2 separate regions of the Mus musculus genome follow, and region 1 is linked to region 2. A link is a contact called in public promoter capture Hi-C data. All regions are on one chromosome and are shown on one strand. The core of a region is the stretch at or near the end of the contact, and the rest is flanking DNA. Distances in the headings are between cores, read along the strand shown.

Region 1 (7,201 bases), core at 2,149-4,648, 1.3 Mb after region 2:
CAGTACTCAAGAGGAAGTAGGGATTAGGGTCTGTTGGGTGGATATGCATAACCCATTAGATAACTTTCCAACTTTCTGAGGAGCAAGCCATATGGATTTCTATAGTGGCTGTACAAGTTTGCTTTCTCACCAGCAATGGAGGCGTGTTACCCTTGCTCTACTTCTTTACCAGCATGAGCTGTTGCTTGTTTTATTGATCTTAGCTATTCTGACATGTAGCAGAATTTTAGAAGAGCCATTGTATCTGGCATGAATTCCAGAGTAATGGCACATAGGCTTTGACATAGCCTTTTGTTGGTGATTGTTATCTGAGATTTTGTGATTGGTCTTTTGAAAGATTCTGAGAGTCTTTATATAACTTAGTCCTGAGACATAATGGGCAAACCATGAAGTGTCCTATGGCTGAGAATTGCTGAGGTGATAGTTCCTTCAAAACAACTCCTAGATCAGAGATTTTGATATACAGACATTGACTTACTAAACATGCCTTTTGTATAACAATGAAAAGCACTTCTGGGAAGCTGCTAGGTTCGGCAATTGAGAGGCTGGTCCCACAGCTGCTTGAGAAGCTCATCTCATCTTGCAGTGTCTCTCCTTGTTGGTCAGTCATCCCATGGAACCCAGAATGCTGAAACTGACAGGTATAAGATGAAATCTCAAAGCAGGTTTGATTTGCATTTCTCTGAAAGCTTAGGATGCTGAACATTTCTTTAAGTGTTCCTCAGCTATTTTAGTTTCCTTTTTAGAAAAATTTCAGTTTAGATCTGTGCCCCCATTTTTTGGGGGGGGGGTTGGATTATTTGGTTTGTTGATGTCTAGTTTCTGTTTTTTTTTTTTTTTATATACATTTTGGATATTCACCCTCTGTCAGATGTAGAGTTGGTGAAAATCTTTTCCCATTCTTCAGGCTGCAGCTTTGTCTGAATGATGATCATTTTTGCCTTATAGAAACTTTTCAGTTTCTTGAGGTCCCATTTTTTAATTGTTGATTTTAATGTCTGTGTTATTGTTCTGTTCAGGAAGTTGTCTCCTCTGCTGATTGAGTTGAAAGCTATTCACCACTGTCTCTTCTATCAGGTTCAGTGCATCTGATTTAATATTGATGTTTTTAAATCCAGTTCCAGTTGATTTTATGCAGGGTGATGGGTCTATTTGCATTCTTCTACCTGTAGACAGCCAGTTAGACTAGCACTGTTAGTTAAAGGTGCTGTCTTTTATCTACTGTATATTTCTTGCCTTTATTAAAAGTGTTTATAATTAACACTTTTAATAATTAAAGTGTGTGGATTTATGTCTGGGTCTTCAATTCAATTTCATTGATCAATGTTTCTGTTTTTATGTCAATTTGAAGTTGGGAATAATGATACCTTCAGGAGTTATTTTTATTATTCAAGATTGCTTTTTTGCAATCTTGGGCTGTGTGTATGAGTGTTTCCACATAAAACTGAAAACTGTTCTTTCAAAAATTAGCTTAAATTGGTAGGTGTCGCTAGAGGGAACCCATATATTTTCTCCACAACTTTCTCTACGTTCACTCCACAGAAACTGCACATATTTAAAGTTTATAGTTCATTATGTTTTAACATATTTGTGTATCTCTAATTTCATCACTACAAAGGCTCAAAATTTAAATTGCCACACCACCTCCAGTATGATCTGTGTGACAATTTCCACAGACTGAGGTGATTGACCTCAAAAGGGGGAGGCATCCTGGAACCAGTTGTAGAACTCTTCACTGGAGAAAAAATATTGAGCCGTAGTTCTCATGGCAATCTATCTGTTATGTTTTCTCTTATTCCTTTTCTTATTTACATGTTCCTGATAGCCTAGGCCAAGATCTTAAGCAAGAATAATGGGTAAGAAACCATCCCTAGAGATGAGGCCACTAACATGACCTTATCTCCAGGGAAACCAACGCGTTACTTTCTAAATCATTTACAAAACTAATATGATAAAAACTTTCCCAACAATAAAATTTCATATGGCTACATGTGGGTCATCGGAGGTGGATTTTGGTATATGGTAAAGAAAGCCTTAATTAGAAATAATTAAAATAATTTAAATTTATGCATTGAAGATTTATATAAAATCAGGCACTAGATGTTAAATAATAATTGACCATGGGGCTGGAAAGTTAGTTCAGAGGTTAAGAGCACTAACTGTTAAAGATTTATTAACCTGCTCCTGGAAATATGTCACTAGCCTTGGATGACAGCCTCCAAGGAATACATCCTTTTAGAATTGTTATATTTTGATGATTTTTATAATGATGTTACCTGTTCTGTTTGTGATTCACTGAATACATAGTTTCAGAGTTGTAATGCTTGAATAATTTTTGTGCTTTACTATGCCAAATGATTTTTTTTTGGTATTTGTGATTGTTTCACTGGATATAGTTTCTAAGAGATGTAATGTTTGGTTTTTTAGTGTATAAAATCCCCTGCTTGAGAGCTGCAAAATACACTCAGATTAAAACTGCCTATGTGTTTGTTTCTGTTTGTTACCACCAAATCCTTACCCACCTAGCTTCAAGGACCCTCATTCCAGGGACCCCCATACCCAACTGGGGTGGTCCATGGCATTAAATAAACATTTATGAATGTTTACAGTGTTGCATTTCATCATAAGATGAACATCCTAAGATTTTAACCAAAAGTGTTTACACTGGGCCTATCTAGGCCACATTTTGTGGATTTGTGGACTCTATAGGTAGGAAATATAAGAATATTTTATTGTTGACTTCCTTAACTCTCCAGCAGAGAATGCCTATGGGACTTAGAATGGATGGCTGTATTTGTGTGGGATAGGATTAGTGGTGCAGTTCAGTGTGCTCAGTGTGGTCTCATAGTGTTAAGTAGATGAAAGCTATAGGACAGCAGAAGATAAAAATGCTTGGTAGGAGCAAGCTTTGCCTGTAGCAAGATCAAAAAACACTGGCAGCAAGGTGATTAGGCTCTAGAGACTCAGGTCACATGACTAATCTGTTTCCAGTCTGAAGTACGAATCTATTTCCCGTGGGATCACGTGAGAAACGGATTCACCAAAGCCGTGAGGAAATTTGAGAAAATAGCCTATCTTTCAAATTGTGTGAACTGGAAACTTTGGAAAGTCAGTTCTATTAAAGAGCATTTTCCAGAAGTGGACATAGATGAGAGGATGTTTTGATAAGGCAGGCACATAAAGGAATGTTTTTGCTGAAACAGACACAGGTGAAAGAATGTTTTGCTGAAGCAAGCTCATGAAAGGACACATGAAGGATTCTTCACTAATGACAGGCATGTATTGGTTTGCCTTGCATTGCATTGATGAGTTCAATTTCTTGTGACTCCATAGAGAGAAACTCATGAGGTTCCCAAGGACTCTGACCGATTGGCAGAGATATGTGAGCTGATGCAGACTCACGTGGAGTTTTGCTAAGACAGACTCACATGCCGAGGTAAGACTTGTGGTGAGGCAAGACCCGTGGAGGGCACGTGATGTTTGGAGGGAGTGTAAACAGGACTCAATGGACAGTGACAGGGTCTTCCATCGGTCTATTTGCAATGCTTCTTGGTCTCGAGTCTTCACTGATCTTCACTTTGTTGAGAGAGAGGCATGGCAACGAACTTCTCCTAGCATAGTCACTCCGGCTGACTGGTGCTGATTTGGCTGAGGCCTGGCTATACCTACTGGGTCATGCCACCATTGCTTATTCATGTTTGCCATCTTGACAATACTGAACTGAACTGCTGATGTATTTGTGAAGTGTTTGCAAGTGGGTCAGGCTGCTGCTACTGACCTGTGAACTGAACTGCTGATTTCCTGACAACACAGATTGGATTTGCTCTGAAGAACAATTTCTAAACAGGTTCACTTCTGGTGTCCTAATAATCTTTCTTTTCTACTACCTCTGGTGAATGCTGGGCTAGAAAGAAGGTTAAATCATTTAAGAACCCTTATTAAAGTAGGTTTTGAAAAATTTAAGCTTACACTGACGTTTTAAAACCTACAAAAGAACCCACTTCTATTAGAATGTCTCTTAGAAATATGCAACTGTCCCTAGTAATGTCCACTGAAATTACACAGTAGGCATCAAAGTTGGTCTTCTAAAACCTGACTTCCTTCCCACTATACAGCTCAGAAACTGTTTTTATTTGCAATTAGAAGGGTGTCTCCACGCAGAGGAGAGGTTTTGTTTTCAAAAGCCATTTCATTTGCAAGGATCTTTGAAGCATTCTAGCATTCATTTGAATTGCATTAACATCCAAGAAGGATGTTCCTGAAAGCTGTCAGAGTCTAAAATGATGCCTGTGTTTTGGAACAGAGAAGCTTCAGTGTAAATATCTCAACCGTGATTTTCTTAGGATAGCAATCACTAATGGCAATTCCACAGATATCAGCCCCAAACCAGTTGTTGAATTTAAATTGTATTTCTAATGTCTTGGCTTCAAACAAGGGAAATAACACTCTCAAGACCATAAAGTCTTTATACCATTGTGTATGTTGGTAAAGTCCTTTTTCCTGTATGGGGACATATGGCAGGAAAATTCACTACCACATTCTCAAAGAAGTATAAAACATTTAAATGGATATTTAAATGTTAAGAATGGACAATCAGGAGCTGGGCGTGGTGGCGTACTCCTTTAATCCCAGCACTTGGGAGGCAGAGGCAGGCAGATTTCTGAGTTCGAGGCCAGCCTGGTCTACAGAGTCAGTTCCAGGACAGTCAGGGTTATACAGAAAAACCCTGTTTCGAAAAACAAAACAAAACAAAAAGACAATCAGGAGCCAGTGAAGAGGTTAATTGGGTAGAGGCAATTGCTGCTAAACTTAACAACCTGAGTTTGATCCCTGGGATTCATGTGACAGAAAGAGAGAACCAAATCTCTTCATTGCTCTTTGACTTCCACACATGAGCCACGGTACATAAACACACACACACACACACACACACACACACACACACAAAGACAGAGAAAGAGACAGAGACAGAGTTAAATGAAAACAATGTAGTAAAACTTTTTAAATTAAAAAATGGAAAAACACATTACAGATGAATTAAATCCACGTCAACTATAAAATTTTAAAAATCTACTTCCAGTTTCTCCATAATGGTTCAAGAGTCACAAATACAATACCTAAAATAGAAGTAAACTCCTAATATTCCAACATGAAGGCACTCTATACCTTCCTGTGAATGTCATACAGCCTGCTATTTAGATACCTAAGTCACTCTGCACTCCACCTTCCTATGGCAGAGTATTCACCAATCATTTTCTGTTATTAAATGTTATAAATATCGTCTTCAAAATCTTAAAACCCTCAGAGTTCACCCCCAATTCTGCTGTTATTGTTCAACAACAAGGGATTTGATTTCTGCTTTCTTTCAACTCTTCCACCCGTGTCAAAGTGGGAGTCAATCCACATTTACTTCACAACTGTTCTGCTTTCTAACTTTTCCTTCCAGTTATTCATATCTAACCTAAAGGCAATGAAATTACATTAGAGGGTGGTTTTCATAAACTTGAGTAATTTTCAAAATCATATTTCAACTCTGAACTTTGTTCTTAAAGACCCTGGTATCTTCTTTGTTCTCTTGTTTCTTTATAATAAAACTAAAAGTAACTTATATTCCTACACATATCTTTACACCAAGTTTGGAAGAGGGTACAGGGAACTCACAGTTAATGGCTAAATTACTTTTTTTTTTTTTAGTGTCTGACAGTTTCATATTTATCTAATAAATTCTAGTCATTTTCAACCCTACTCCCTCTTCCACCTACATTTTCTGGTGGAACCCACTCAACAAGGGTTCCATCTCTCTCGCTCTCTCTTTTTTTATTAGATATTTTCTTTATTTACATTTCAAATGTTATCCCCTTTCCTAGTTTCCCCTTCAGAAATCCCCTATCTCCACCCCACTCCACCTGCTTCCCGACCCAGCCACTTCCTCTTCCTGGCCCTGTGATTCCCTTATACTGGGGCATAGAACCTTCACAGGACCAAGGGCCTCTCCTCCCATTGATGGCCAAGTAGACCATCCTCTGCTACATATGCAGCTAGAGCCATGAGTCCTACCATGTGTTTTCTTTAACTTGGTAGTTTAGTCCCAGGGAACTCTGGGGGTACTGGTTAGTTCATATTCTTGTTCCTATTAGGGGGCTGCAAACCCCTTCAGCTCCCTGAGTACTTTCTCTAGTTCCTTCATTGGGGACCCTGTACTCCGTCCAATGGATGACTGTGAGCTTCCAGTTCTATATTTGCCAGGCACTGGCAGAGCATCACAGGAGACAGCTATACTAGGCTCCTGTCAGCAAAATCTTGTTGGCATCTGCAATAGTGTCTGGGTTTGGAGGTTGTTTATGGGATGGATGCCCAGGAGAGAAAGTTTCTGGATGGTCATGCCTTCAGTCTCTGCTCCGAACTATGTCTCTGTAACTCCTTCCATGGGTATATTGTTCTGCCTTCTAAGAAGGATCCAAGTGTCCACACTTTGGTATTCCTTCTTCTTGAGTTTCATGTGTTTTGCAAATTGTATCTTGGGTATTTTGAGTTTCTGGGCTAATATCCAATTATCAGTGAATGCATATCATGTGTATTCTTTTGTGATTGGGTTACCTCACTCAGGATGATATCCTCCAGATCCATCCATTTGCCTACGAATTTCATGAATTCATTGTTTTTAATAGCTGAGTGTAAATGTATCACATTTTCTGTATCCATTCCTCTGTTGAAGGACGTCTGGGTTCTATGCAGCTTCTAGGTATTATAAATAAGGCTGCTATGAACATAGTGCAGCATGTGTCCTTATTACAAGTTGGAGCATCTTCTGGGTATAAGCCCAGGAATGGTATTGCTGGATCTTCCAGTAGTACTATGTCCAACTTTTTGAGGAAACACCAAACTGATTTCCAGATTGGTTGTAAGACCTTGCAATCCCATCAGCAATGGAGAAGTGTTCTTTTTCTCCACAACCTCGTCAGCATCTGCTGTAATCTGGGTTTTTTACCTTAGCCATTCTGACTGCTGTGAGGTGGAATCTCAAGGAGGTTTTGACTTGCATTTCCCTGATGACAAAGGATGTTAAACATTTTTTTAGGTGCTTCTCAGTCATTCAGTATTCCTCAGTTGAGAATTCTTTGTTTAGCTCCGTACCCCATTTTTTAATAGGGTTATTTGATTTTCTGGATTCAAACTTCTTGAGTTCTTTATATATATTGGA
Region 2 (6,593 bases), core at 201-2,700:
AGACAGACACCAGAAGAAGCAAGAGTTATACAGATATTTGGTAGTGGTACCTGGGTGGGTGGGTGGGTGGGGCATCTTAAGACAGGTCTCTGTGTTTATATAGCTCAGTCTCAGAGATCCACCTGCCTCTCTCTCCCGAGTGCTCTGGTAGGTCTAAGTATTTCTTCTTATCTTAGGTATTTTATAAACCTTGGAATTGGCACTATTACTCTTCCTAGCCATGTTTTTTTGTCCTGTCGTGCTGGGGCCTAAATTCCACTTTATAGATGAGAGAACTAAGGCACACGTGAATTTATCCTGAATTAGTAGTATGAAAGGGACTAAAGTCTGAATTGATTCAGAGAGCCCAGCTGCTTCCTTAACCTGTAAAAATAATCCAACAACTTAAAGGCTTTTAAAAGTTCCGGTTCCCTCAACGTTGGGCTTCACTTGTTCTTGTTTTCTTTTGGTTTCCTTCCCTTACAGACCTTTCATCCTGTTAGGGGGCGGGGAAACCACTTCATTGCCAACCCAGGCCCATATGGGCTGCCCAGAGAAGGGTATGTTTTTCAGTTGTGGGGGTAGGGAAAAAGTTTTTAAAAGCTTCTGTGATGATGTGAAGCTGGGTTCCCTTACACCCACTGTTCCTAAGTGATCCAGAATTTAACCCAGTCCGCTGGAGAGAACTAGGTGAGTAGTGGCTTGTATTTGAACCAAGCCCAAAGCAAAAAGTGTCGCAAGCTGTATACCAGACTACCTCTTTCCTTGTCTCGGACCCCATCAATTCCCAGTAAGGTCTACTCTGCTCGGGCACTGGGAGTTTTTAGCTTTTATTATTATTTTTTTAATTTTTAATTGAATAAAACATGGTAATTATAAAATTACTAAGTTTGGGGCATGTGCTCCCGGGCTGCTGAGACTGGCTAACAGGTGACAGATGACAAGGGTAGATCTTAGAGATAAAAAGTGCGCCGCTTTGCTTTCCTCCTCCGGATGCGTTCACTGGGCCATGGAAGCAGCAGCCGTCCAGACGCGAGCGGCTGTGGCTGTGACCCGCCGGTTCTCCGCGACCAAGGTCGACGCGCGCACAGCTGCATGGGGCTGCCAGAGGTGCGGCCCCACGCGCTCTGCAGGCCGCGCTGGCCCTCCACAGCCTGCCCCTCCGCTCGCCTCCACCCGGCACGGTCCGCAAGATGGAGGCGAACGCGCGAGGCGCCCCCATCGCGGCCAGCCTTTGTGCCCTCCAGGCCGCGGGCCTCCCCCAGGGTCCCCCACGCGGAGCCCCGGGCACGAGGGGAATGCCCCGACTCGAGTCTTGGCGCCGCGACACTCGAGCCGGCCACAGCCTTTTTACCTCACTCCACACCGCCGCACGTCCCGAGCGACCCGCGTAGCTGGGCCAGGGTCCCAGGCGGCGACGACGGGGCCTCCCGCGGGCGCCCGCACTCCTGGGGAGGGAGGGCCAGGCGCCCGCCACGCCCTCCGCCCTTGCCGCTTCTCCGCGGAGGACGCCCCATGAAGCAACCAATCCAAACTCTCCGTTCGGATGCTTCACCAATCCACAGCTCGTATCTGCCATGGGAACCCGCCCCCTGCAGGACCCTGGCCTATGGGTGGCCGGAGCTTCTTTCTCCGCTGTCCGGACGCGCGTGCCAGCTGGGTGTTCGCGGTCCTGGCGTCCACGCAGGCCCACGCGGATAGCAAGGCGCGCTCTCCGCGGATCGAAGGCTTGCGGTGTTTGGGTCGACGTGCTCTCCGCGGCTGGGAGGGTGGTTCCAGGCTTGGTGCTCCCCTTTTGCGTTGTGTGGAACCCCCAGGGCATGTCCGAATCTGGGCATCGGGCAGAAGTTGGGCGAGGGGACCAGGTGTGGGTCGAGCTCCCTCCCTCCCCCCACCCCCGGCCCCTCGCCACCGTCCTGAGACTCTGAGGCTCAGGAGGCCCAGCCTGTCTCACCAGTAGTGGGAGAAGGGACTTCCACAGTGTTCTGGGCCTGTGAAGTTTAGAGAAGGAGCTGGACTGATCTTAACACGACAGAGACTTAATCCAACCTAAGACCACAAACTTAACTGCCAGGCTGGCCTGCCTGGCCATAGTGCTCCTTCTGCCTCGGCTTCCCCAGTGCAGGGAGTACAGGCAAACCCTATCATGCCCAGCTTTTTATTTGGCTTTGTTTTGTGTGTGTGTGTGTGTGTGTGTGTGTGTGTGTGTGTGTGTGTGGAGAGAGAGAGAGAGAGAGAGAGAGAGAGAGAGAGAGAGAGAGAGAGAGAGTGAGTGTAAATTTCATCGTATCCCAGGCTGAATTTGAACTCCTGATTTTGTCCCAGTCTTCCCCATACTGGGTGTTTTAAAGTAAAAGTGTATTGTTATATGCAAGGCCTTGAATTCTCTCTTCAACCCAGAAGGAAAAAGTTAAAAAGGAATTCAGAACCGAAATGTGTCAAATAGGTAGGTAGCATTTACCAGCGTGTATCCAGTTACTTGTTTAAAGGAAAAAATAAATAAAGGACGTATGAAGTCATTTAGCAGTAAATATGGTAATGCGATTGAGCACCTGGATGGTCTCAACCAGATGTGTTCTGTACTCTTCTTTGACTTTGGCCCAGCGGCCTTCTCTAAGTGTTCTTGCTCAGTTGGAAGGGCGTCCTGAAACACAGAAGCCCAGGAACCACACTGCTCTAAGAGGAAGCCTCCTAACTGAGGTGTTGCAGCTCCCAGGGGGAGGGTATCCCCAGCTCAGCCCCACTCCTGTTCTTTCCTTCTCTTCATTGCTTCTTGGCTTCTGATGAGAGAGTACCACCAGGCAGCAAAGCTCATAAAAGATATTTATTGGAGGGTCCAAAATGTGGAGGGATGAATCCAGGGGTGGCCACCTCCGCTCCAGGAGCAGAGAGCAGGGAATTGAACAAAGAGCAGGGCTTATATAGGGTTTCTTAGTGGGTGGGGCTTTTCAGGACAGAGATTTCCAGGATGAGGATTGGTAGGATTTCAAGTCCTGAGCTTGGGGAGCTCAGGGATTGGTGGATTCTTGTGCTCAGGGATTACTATGTTTTTGTTTGAAGCTCAGGGATTGGTGGGTTTTTTTTCCCCACCCCTTTTCCTTGCATCGGGCCTATGGGTTGGGATGGGAGGACCTTCCCAGCCACAGGCTGCTTTGGCTGAGGCTCCATCACTGCCCAGCTGCTTGGGGAGGCTGGACGAGGTGTTGCCATTGTGAACAGCTCCTGTGATGGTTATTTCACGGTAAGCTGAGATGGGAAAAGTGGTACCAGCTTCTGTGGGGCACCTCCTGCAGACTGAGGAGATGGCGTTGTTTTGATAGTTGCTGTTTTTTGATAACTCCAGTGGTGGTGGTATTTTACAGAGGCAGGCTGGCACCAGTGTGACAGATCTTGCACCACTCAGGGACTACACCACCTTCTCACCTTCTACCCTATTTGCTCCTCCTCCTCCTCTTCCTCTCCCCAGTCATCTCCCCCTTCCTCCCCCACTTCCCCATTATCCTTCTCCTTTCTCTCCCTCCCCCTCCTTATTGAGACAAGGGCTCATATATCCCAGGCTAGACTGGAATCACTCTGAATGTCTGAGGTCCTCCTACCATGCTGGGATTGGAGATCCATGCCACCACACCTGGTAGACGTGCTGGCACAGTCAACCCAGAGCCTCATGTATGCTCAGCAAGTGCTCAAACAACTGAGCTACATCACATCACCAGACCCCTGCTCTTTTTAATCCTTGGCATAAAGAAGAACCTACTATAGTTTCATTTGTTGTCTTAATAAGGCAAGTTGATTTTTCTGAGCCTGCAGAGTATGGTAGTGATTGCCAGGACTTTACATGATCACAACCAAAACAGTGAAGTGTACCAGTGAGTGAAACTTTAACATTCTCCAAAACAGGAAGGCGTGATTCCTATGAGACATTTATTCCTATGTCATATTCATCTTGATCTCTTCTGTTTTATTCATTGATACTTTCTGAATATAGGTGCAAATAATATTTTTGCATTATACTCCAAGTCTTTTTATTTTATTTATTTATTTATTTGGTTTTTCGAGACAGGGTTTCTCTGTGTAGCTTATTTTATTTTTTTATGACATTATTTGTGTGTGTGTTGGGGGGGGGGTGTCACACACCACAGTGGGAGTGTAGATAACAGAGGACAGCTGTGGGAGTCCATTCCCCTCTTTTCACAGTGTGGTTCCAGAGATTGAATTCAGGTCATCAGGATTGGAGCAATGGTCTTCATTGCTAACAAAATGGCAATGGTGTCCATAGTAGAAATTCTGGCCCTGCAGACTGCCAGATTTGCTCGATGAGTATTACTCTCCATCAGGGACATTTGCAGACACTTGGGAAAGGCACATAAATAAATAACAAATAATAAACAAGAAAAAGAAGGGAAGGAAAAGAAGGGGAAACACCTGCTTTCACTATATTCTCCCCCCCACCACCACCACATGGAGAGCCCACTACCTTGTGAAGAATAAGGTCAGCAGAGTTCCTGCTGGAATCTGTCCTTCTGTGGCCAGCCCATATCAACCTCTTGTCTCCCTAAAGTCCCAAGGAAGCTCTGAATGTTGGGCTGGTCCCGATTTACTGGTGTTTTCATTCATCTTCAGGTCTAGATTTGCTGACAACTTGAATATCCTTGGAATTCCTGCTCCCCCCATAGGTCTGCCTTCTGCATAGCAACCCCATGTTAGGAACTTCAGCAGATATGTAGAAGCTTCTAAACGAGGACAGTATAAAGGAATAAGCTTGGCGTGAACGTCACTCCGCTGTCTCACTGACAAGGAAATGTGTATAGAGACAGCTATCTGAGGAAAAGTGAGGGGTTAGGATACAGAGCAACAGTGAAGTGCTCAGACGGCTCTGTCCCGTGGCATCGGCACCACAGACCCAAAGGTGAAGTTAGAAGTCATGGCTGGAGGAGTGAAGATGAGTGTTCTGTTGTACAGATGCACTAGAACTGTAGTCAGGAAAGAGATCCCTGGGGTGCAGAGAAGAATGTAAAGCTGAAAAGCCAGGAGCAGGTGCTGTAGTAATCTACTCAGCCATCCTCTGCTTTGTTTTGTTTTCCTAAAGGTTTTATTTAGTGTCTCTGTGTGTGCTGTGCCATGTCACATGTGGAGATAAGAGTTGGTTCTCTGCTTTTATTATTATTATGTGGGTCCAAGAGGCTGAACCTCATTCGTCAGACTTGGCAGCAATCATCTACACCCACTGAGTTGTCCTTATTCAGCCATCTTTTGTAATAAGTTTAGGATTTGAAATCTGGAACAAACTGAGTCAGTTTTGCCAAATGTATGGTGTCAGACTGTTGGAATTCGTGTTCAGCCCACAGACTGCATGTTAACATCTATGGTTCACAGTATCATGTTATTAAGCATTTTGAGGTTGAGCAATGTTTTGGGCTACAAGTGGAATTCTCCCCCAAGTTTCTCCCTTTCTCCTTCCCAAGAAGGCAGCAGGGTTGTTTTATGTTCCTTGGGGGATATTTATGGCAGGCTGAAAGCTAAAGGTACCTGCAAATCACCCTCCTTCCTGGCTCCCTCCTACTCCCTCCCTCCCTCCCTCCCTCCCTCCCTCCCTCCCTCCCTCCCCCTTTCCCTCCCTCTCTCCCTCCCTTCCTTTTTTTCTTCCTTTCTAAGAGAGGGGTTTATTTTGGCTCATGTTTTCAAGAGTGTCAGTCCATCTTTGCTTGAAAGACATGTCAGAGCAAGACAGTTCACATCCTGGTAGCTAGGAAGGAGGAAGGGAATGGTACTGCCCAGCTGGCTTTCTCCTTCCCCCTTCCGTTCAGTACGGCCCCCAGCCCATGGACTACCTGCCTTCAGGGTGGATCTTCACCCTCAGTTAATCCTCTCTGTGAATGCCCCCACAGATACACCTAAAGGTATCTCTCAATACCTTTTAAAGCGATTCTAAATCCAGCCAAGGTAATGATAACGATGAACCATTGTGAACTCAGTTGGTAAAGTGCCTACTGTGCAGATATAAGGGCCCGAGTACAATCCCCAGAACCCTGAGACTAAAACAGTTAAAAATAAAGCCAGACATGGTCTTGTATCCTTGCAATCCCAGCACTGGGGAGACAGAGACAGGCAGATCGCTAGAACTCACTGGTAAGCCCCAGGTCAAAGAAGGATATTGTCACAAAATAAAACGAAGTGGTGACTCTAAGGAATGACTCATAACCTACACATGCACACAAACATGCACATGGACACACACACAAATGAACATGCACACACATGAAATGTCACTTTTAAAAATTACCATCACACCTGTGACTCATGCCTAAACTATCAGTATTCTAAGAGTCCTTGGGCAAGAGGATTGCTGCAGTTTGAGGCCAACCTGGGCTATATAGTAGGTTCCGATCCATCGTGAATGCACTGTACCTTCCAGGTTTGGATTTTAAAACTAGAACCCTCTCAAAAGTCTGAGGAAGATCTGGAGTTCATCACCAGCATGAACTCCATGTTTTGATCCACTCTCCAAAAGTTAAAACAATAAATATAAATAAAACCAGAATACTTTCTTTGGTGGCAGGACGGTGACTGGAAACCTGTGGAGAGCTGGTTGACGTTCCATATAAATCTGGAGTGGT

What was found. Promoter capture Hi-C pulls out the DNA fragments that hold promoters and counts their contacts.
Region 1: a contact with region 2 is called in a promoter capture Hi-C map of liver, with 4 times the contacts expected there. The contact joins the enhancer-like site here to the promoter of Cep68 in region 2. A contact is called at or near these places in 4 of 39 promoter capture datasets (hippocampal neurons, liver and pre-B cells) and 1 of 115 datasets of contacts at active chromatin or transcription factors (large pre-B cells).

What each region holds. Positions count from the first base shown.
Region 1 is chr11:21,514,468-21,521,668 of GRCm38.p6, forward strand. No RefSeq gene overlaps it. Among named protein-coding and RNA genes, the nearest start is that of 4932414J04Rik, 6.9 kb to the left of the region's middle. Within about 2 kb of position 3,399, at least 3 of the 459 cell types and tissues checked have an H3K27ac peak or open chromatin away from gene starts, as enhancers often do. A contact at or near this core is called in liver, where this site is marked.
Region 2 is chr11:20,247,974-20,254,566 of GRCm38.p6, forward strand. Cep68 (centrosomal protein 68) reads right to left here and starts at 1,451. Exons shown (of 7, transcript NM_172260.3): 1 at 1,334-1,451. It overlaps Gm39604 (a long non-coding RNA gene), which reads left to right and starts at 6,540. Exons shown (of 3, transcript XR_872279.1): 1 at 6,540-6,593.